Regions from separate parts of the Hordeum vulgare genome. Here region 1 is linked to region 2. A link is a contact called in public Hi-C data. All regions are on one chromosome and are shown on one strand. Each heading gives the region's core, a stretch centred on a gene start, on an enhancer-like site or on the middle of the called end of the contact. The rest is flanking DNA. Distances are from core to core; before and after follow the strand shown.

What was found. A called contact is a pair of places that touch in the nucleus more often than the background predicts.
Region 1: a Hi-C map of leaf shows a contact between it and region 2, with 3 times the contacts expected there. The contact joins two enhancer-like sites. A contact is called at or near these places in 2 of 6 Hi-C or Micro-C datasets (leaf and seedling).

The regions. Positions count from the first base shown.
Region 1 is chr7H:349,147,963-349,151,473 of MorexV3_pseudomolecules_assembly, reverse strand. LOC123413572 reads left to right here. Exons shown (of 4, transcript XM_045106507.1): 2 at 1,822-1,966; 3 at 2,035-3,511. Among protein-coding and RNA genes, the nearest start is that of LOC123413572, 19 kb to the left of the region's middle. Within about 2 kb of position 1,588, at least 1 of the 3 cell types and tissues checked has open chromatin away from gene starts, as enhancers often do. A contact at or near this core is called in leaf, where this site is marked.
Region 2 is chr7H:348,950,851-348,954,791 of MorexV3_pseudomolecules_assembly, reverse strand. The region is part of intron 1 of LOC123413526 (diacylglycerol kinase 4-like); the gene reads right to left. Among protein-coding and RNA genes, the nearest start is that of LOC123413526, 19 kb to the right of the region's middle. Within about 2 kb of position 2,596, at least 3 of the 3 cell types and tissues checked have open chromatin away from gene starts, as enhancers often do. A contact at or near this core is called in leaf, where this site is marked.

The DNA.
Region 1 (3,511 bases), core at 339-2,838, 200 kb before region 2:
GCAGGTGACAGTGGCCTTGACACTCCTCCCGGTTCGTCGCACATAGATCCTTGTCGAGGTGGACCAGAGTTGTAGAGGCGAGCTTGTTGGACCATGTGTAACTGTGCCCTTTGCGGTAGACCTTTTAAGCTCAAGGTCCTTGAGCAAGCGTGTAAACCGCCCCATCATGTGCCTGTCCAGGTTGTTGTTAATTTTGTCCTCAACGAGATAGATCAGATTGAAGTTGATGCAAAGTATCGACAGGCCCGGGCAGGTGGTGCGCAGGTCGTAGATTTCTCGTAGGAACCCGATCTTCTCGGTGTCGGACTGATCTTCTCGGTGTCGGACTGTGGTCCATAGACAATGGACATCCACCAAGGCGCGTGCAGTCTCGAGGGGGCGGCGACCTGGGCAGACAACGTGTTTGTGATGGTCACATCCCGACTTTTCCATGCCAGCAGGATACTGCCGCGGGTGTCAACCGCTGGCAGGTACACATACTCGTCAAACTCGAAGCCAAGCGCCTCAAGGACAACCGACGGGCAGATCAAAGTCATCTTAGTCTCTTGCAAACATACAATGGAGGTGCCGCTAGTGATGATCAGCGAGCGGTGGCGGTGCGCCGCGCACGTTCCAAATCACAATTTTGAGGTCGTGATCCATGGAAACGGGATCGGCTGCGATGGCTAGGCACATCGCTAGACCATGGCCATGGGCGCCATGGCTGGCGACGCCTCTGGGATAGGCAGCTCACGGTCGACCATGGCCGTGATGGCGGATAGCACGACCATCAGGATTGGAGCTGCAAAACCATCGTCACACTCCTTCATCTATGCGGCAATTATCTTTTGGTTGAGTCCGAGGATCCCAAGAGTTGGAGGTGCAGTGGCCCTGCAAGAGGCGGACGATGCAGAGCGGCCTCGGCGCGGAGAGAAGGTGAGAGGCTGCCGGCGTTGTCGCTTCGCGGGCGCAGGGAGGATCGAGCTCAGGTTTTTGGTGGCAGCAGTGAGGAACTCGCCAAGTGTCCAGGTAGCACCTCTCGTCCGGGAGCGGCTCAGGGTGATTGGTGGCGACGCGAAACACTGAGCAGCCTATCGCAGCGTAGTTGTGGTAGGCATAGGGTCACCCATTGCATGCGTTGGGTCGCTGGCCTGCGTGGCGTCATTGCTGGTGGTGGCGGCAACATGGGCTGCAAGACCGAGTGGTTGGCCCAACTCTGGAGTGGCATTCTCCTCCGGAGCGCGGGCGTTGTTGTGGGCAGTTCCCCAACACGTAACGAGGTGCGTGTGGTTGCCGACCCGGTCGCGGGCCCATCCAATGGCATGCCAGACGCTGACGTGTGTGGTTGCTGGCCCGCTCGTGAGCCCGCCCAAGGGCATGCTAGGCGCTGACGTGCGCGGGCCAACAGCTATCCCCGACAGCGGATCGTCATCGGCCGATTCCTCGCTTCTTATGGACTGCGAGTCTGGCACCATGCGGATAGTGGACGAGGAGGGGTCCATTGAGGCCTCCGGATCCCCAGACAAGCATGGGTTGGGCGTGGTCAAGGTGGCCCCGGCGTGCGTGACCAGCTGCCCACTAGGAGACGCTGGACTCAGGTGCTCAGAGGGCTCGTGCAGGTGCTCCTCCAATTGTGAATCGCCAGCTGGCTCTGCGGTGTTGTCCTCTAGCCGCTGGTCTGGGCCTGTCCACTAGAATTTCAGCAATATGCTTTGCTTTATCTACCATGTATTGTTAATTCTTTTGCCATTACCGCCTCACCAGGAAAATTGTGCTTTGCACGTATTCTTTCTTATATATTTATTATCAAGTGTAGCTAAGACTATAAATCATACATTCCAGCCCAAGAGGACATCAATTTCGTACTTGTGAAGAAGTTTCTGTGCATCTTATGTCACTTCTTGGGTATCCGGCGGCCGTAACGGTTTCTATTCAGAATAACAGCACCAGACAACATGCCTTGAGTGATGACTATGGTGAAGATGACGTAAGTTTGTAGCGTATGCCATTTTATTTTGTACTTCATTTTCCTTGTTTAATTTATGTATTTCACAGGCTGTAGGGTTTCAACATCAAATTGGTTCAAGTGTGGATAACCTAAATGTATTGCCAGTTACTTCTGTCACCTTTTCCAGCCATTCCTGCAATTCAAAGGATACGGTAGAAGGAAATACAAATCCAGCAAATACTTATAAGTGCCAGAATTGCAATTTAACTTTGCAGAATCAAAGTGCCTATGTGCAACACCAGCTGTTATTTCATGAAAAGAAAGCTAAGAAGCGCAGAAAGAGTAGCAAATTTTGTGAATCAAAAGTTGGTAACGATGGGAAATTAGAATGCCCTGTATGTCACAAGACCTTTCAGGAGCAATCACGGTACTTTGGCCATGTTGGAGCCCATGCAAGGTTTGAGGGGCTTACTCCTGAAGCTTTCTTAGATAAGATCTCATCAGGAAAGACAGTTAACAACTTCTTGGGAGAGTTACAATTTACCCCTCAGGAGCTTACTGAACCAACTGAACAGAAGGGCAAGACTGCAGGCGAACCATGTTCTCAGCATCGGAGTTATTCAAAAGAACAAGGGGGTGATAGCTCAAAAGTTATAGAACTTTTTAGCACAAATTGTTCGGGTAGTTTCAGTAGGCGCAGTGAAGCTTGGTGTAGACAGGTAGAGGTTCCTCCCGTTACAAATGCTCGAAGTGCATGCAGATACAGAAACAATATGATGGATTATGCCAATTTAACTGTTCCAAAACAGAAAGTAGCTCCTGAATCCAATGATGAACCAAATGGCAGGCTTAACGGCTTTGCTGAAGTTGCTGATTTTAGTGATCACACGGGAAGTGGCCATGACTTCAGACCTTCTAGCTTCTCAAGTGCTAAACATTATGAGGACCAGATTGTTGATCGTGGCTTTTCTGTTTCAAAGCACGGCGAGGTCAATAACACTGTGAAAGCAAGAGATGTCAACCTTAATTCATGCCTGGACACAATATCTTTCCCGATTGCTAGTGCAAACAATCAAACCTCTAGTGCCCTTGACGAGGCTAATCAATCATCCATTGCTGGAAAATGCTTCATTGGCAGTTCTAATAATAATGATGGTGCATCTACTACATCATCCTGTTCTGGCTCAAATAATAAAGTATCTGGTTCCCTTGGTGGATCTAATGGATCCTCTAATGCTGCCAGATGCATCGGTGCTAGTTATGGTAATGATGCTGCAGCTAACATTTTTGGCAACAAGAACAATACCATGGTGTACCAGTCTAGTTTGAACACATGCCCCATCTCTCATGTTGCAATTAATGTGGATTCTTTTGCTTCCTGTTCAACACATGCAAAGAACAGTGACAAAGAGCGTGCATACAATACCAAGGAACAAATGAATACCACACAGAACAGAACAAGTAGTGAAGCTCTTGAAGATTATAATAATGATGTCTATAGTATCACTGAAAGGAGTCTTGGCCAGTGTAGTAGTAACTTGAGACATCCAAAACCCAACATTCCAAGCAGCTGTGCACTACTGG
Region 2 (3,941 bases), core at 1,347-3,846:
CTATGCACTTATTTTGTTAAGCCAGAGTAAGCGTATTACGTTTTCAATTTCTTTTATGTTTCAGCTATTTAGTTGTTTCCTCTACGGATTTATTCATCATCTTCTTGCGTGAGCAGCTTCCTTAACAATGGTTCAATATATATCGATCGTCCGTAGTTCATTTCTTGCTAGCAGTGCCATAATCGTTTAAGCAAGGTATTGTTGTAATAATGGACAAGGATTTTTTCCAGCTATGTCCGTCAACAAGGTTTATATTTGCACATTGGATCACCCTAATGCGGATTAATATTATTATATCCACAAGGTTAATATACCTCTGTCGTTTATACTCCCTCCATTTCATAATATAAAAGTATTTTTCACACTATACTAGTGTGAAAAAACGCTCTTATATTATGCGACGGAGGGAGTATTGTTTTTTATCACACACGAACATGAACATCTATTCACAACTTAATAACAACATGATTGCATTTATGGAAGATTCTACTACCGACCTAACCCTAATTACTGAAAAGTAGATAAAAATAAATGATAATATTCTTCTTTCCTTTATTGAGGGGTCGGTCCCTTAAGATAATAAAGAAACTTGGCCAAAAAGCCGATAAATCTATTCAAACTCTAATATAATCTCTAAACTGACTAGAGATTTTCCTATCAAAGATGCTTAAACAACTAGGACTATAATTAAGGGATAAGGCTCCTCTGGACTATTTCCTAACAAAGATTCTTAATCAACTAGTATAGGATTCTAATTGAGGGATAAGACTCCACGTTTGATTGGCTGGTCCACATAACATCTCTCTCTTCATTGAAAAATAGCTTGTTTGCAAGTTGTAGGTTGTAGAAGAGACGCGTGTACTCACAACCTCGAACATAAATCTCGTCGCAATTAAAGCAAAGGCCTTGGTGAAGACGTTCTGCTAACTCAGCTGCAGTAAGAGTCGAACCATGTGCTAGTAGCACTGGCGGGAAGGTATTATAGATGCGTTGAGCGCAGGAAGATCGGAGGGGCAAAAGGGCCCTGTAGGACCAGAAGGCTGGTGTGGTAACGTTGTTGGAGGGAAATGGCACTGCTCATAGGCCTTGGCAAATGGAGATCATATTAACGCTCAAGCTTAACGTCAAGGAGAAGACCAAAGGGCAGCCCTACTCCGCATGGAAATCGTTGTTGGGATGGTGTTAATGGCTCATTGTTACGGCACATGAGCACTAGAAACCTACTATTGTAATGAGCAATCGAGGAAGTGAACGGTGGTTGTGCCAACTCGCCCAAGGGATTGGTGTGGAGTGACGGCCCAAACTTAACGTGGCAAGCGTCCTTGAACTGTTCCCATGTCGACATGTCAAAATCGCGCTCGAGCTGTAAGTACGAGAAGTGAGTGTCATTGGTAAGGTGGTAGGCTGCAGGGTAGACTTTGCTAGCCTCGGCCATGCGTTGTTCATGAAAAAATTGCCCGTACCTATTGAGCCAACCATGAGGATCGACCGAACCATCATGCGTTTGGAAGTCGAGCTTGTAAAAGCAAGTGATGCCTGAGCCAGAACCTAATCCTCGGTGATTGTTAGGTAGGGAAGGAACGTGGTGAGTGGGGTGGATCCATAGATGGGTTGGGGGGGGGGGGGGGAGGGGGGGGGGGTGCGGCCGTATCGATATATGAAATCATTTGACACGTGGTGGGGTGTGTTAGAGTTATATTAATGATGACCTTTGGTTTTTGTATTTTTGCCTTTTGGCATCCTCATTACATGTACTCCTAGTTTTCATGACATGGTATTAGATCCTAGGTTTAGGACTCCGCTGCGTGCTGCAACTCCACGCTGATCCTGATCTGCCTTCCCTGTTCTTCGTCTGCTTCCGCTTGAAGACCAGGATTTGCAACTCACCGCTATCTTTCTCTGATGCCGCTGCTCTTTTCTGGTTGGTCTGGCTAGCACGTTTTGGCATCAGGTCAAACGCCTGGATCCATGCAGGCTGCTTCAATCCACTACTCGAGGAGGTCATCTCAGCTCGCCTCACCTACAGTTCTTCTTCTCCATCCGTCAGTCGTGGGCTCTTCCTCCTGGTTAGCGCCGCAATCCAGCCGGCCGTCTGTACCACAACGCGTCCCATCCCAGTAGGTCATCGCCCTGGTTCGCGCGGGCCTCCCGCCGCCGGATGCTTTCCTGCTCCGCCCGGCTTCCGTCGCCGCCGGCTTCTTTCTCCACCTGGTCTCCGTCATTGCCGGCTGCCTGCTCCGCCCGGTATCCGTCTCCGCCGGCTCCCATCGTCGTGGATTGTTGTTCTCTTCAGATCGACTGCATGTGTGCGGTTGCTCTGCTTCTGATCGACTCAGATCCTGTGAATCGACTCGGCACGACTACTACGGGCTCGGGTCAGCTCGTTCGGCTGTTGGCTGCTTCTGTTGGTTCTGAGGATTGTTCGGCTTGATGTCGCGGCAGGTCTTTCACCCTCGCTGTCCGGTGATTTTCGACGAGGTTCCCTAAGCTGCTGATCCCGTCTCATGTATACGTCGTCGTTAGGTGCTTGGTGCACATCCATCTGCGATGTTGTCGACGTTGTCCTCCATAGCGTCTTCAGCAGGCTGCGTGGATCGCTATTCGTCGACTCCTCTCACGGTTTCCGCGTGCGGCAGTGGCAGCTCTACATTGACTCTGTCCGCGGCTTCCGCGAGCGACCGTGGCCGCTCTACGTCGACTCCGTATGTGGCTTCCACGCGCGAGGATGGTCGCTCTACGTCGACTCTATCTGCGCCTTCCCTGCACGACGGTGACCTCTCTACTGTTGGTTTTTGAACGTGCCTTTGCAGTTGTACAGGCGTGCCTATGCGATTCTGGCTTTCGCCGGCTACTTGACGGAACTTGCGTAACTAGCGACACGAATAAAACTGATCGATGGATTTGATAGCTAAAGGCCCGTGTCGAGCCTTTGCTTTGTATTGCTTTTCGTTTTTCTGGTGTTACAATCAACACCCCTAGGGTGTCTTTTATACACGTCCACAAGGGACTATGGAAATAGACTAGGACTAGGAATCCTAATACTACTAGGACTCGGTTTGGCTTTCTTTCCTAATCCTAAAGAAACAACATGATTAACTTCTACATTCACCTCCTTAATCTTGTTGCTTGACTTCACTTCTTGCACTCCGACTTTCCTCCTCATCTCGATGAACTTCTGTCGACCGAGGGACTTGATAAAAATATCGGCAAGTTGGTCTTTCGTGTTCACATGTTGAACCTCGATCAACCCTTCTTCAATGCACTCCCGGATATGATGGAACCGGGTATCTATGTGCTTGCTCCTTTCGTGATGAACCGGATTTTTGCACAACGAGATTGCAGCTTGGTTATCGATCTTCAGTGACACCTTCTGCACCTCCCGCTTTGCAAGAATAGCTAGGAGTCTTCTCAGCCACACTGCTTGACAAGCCGCCGTGCTTGCCGCTATGTATTCTGCCTCGCATGAAGACATTGCCACCACCTTTTGCTTCTGAGAATTCCAGCTAATCGGATTCGGGCCAAGGTAGAAAACCATGCCCGTTGTGCTCTTTCAGTCATCAACATCACCTGCCATGTCACTATCTGAATATCCACGAAGGATCAATCCTTCCTTTCCCTTTCTGTACGTGCAACCAAGATTAATGGTGCCTTTCACATAGCGCAAGATTTGATTGACCGCGCTCATGTGTTCGGTTGTCGGATTCTCCATGAAACGACTCACGATCCCGACTGAATAAGCCATGCACCAAATATCTTAGGCTGCCCACAACGCTTCGATACATTGTGGTGTCCACCGGCGGATTTGAGCTACGCTTGCTCAACTTGTGACGTTGGTCCATTGGAACTTGTGTCTCGTAGCAATCTGACATGCCACACTTTTCCAATAACTTGACCGCATAAGCCGATTGACATAGGGAAATCTCTCCGGAGCTTTGCTTCAC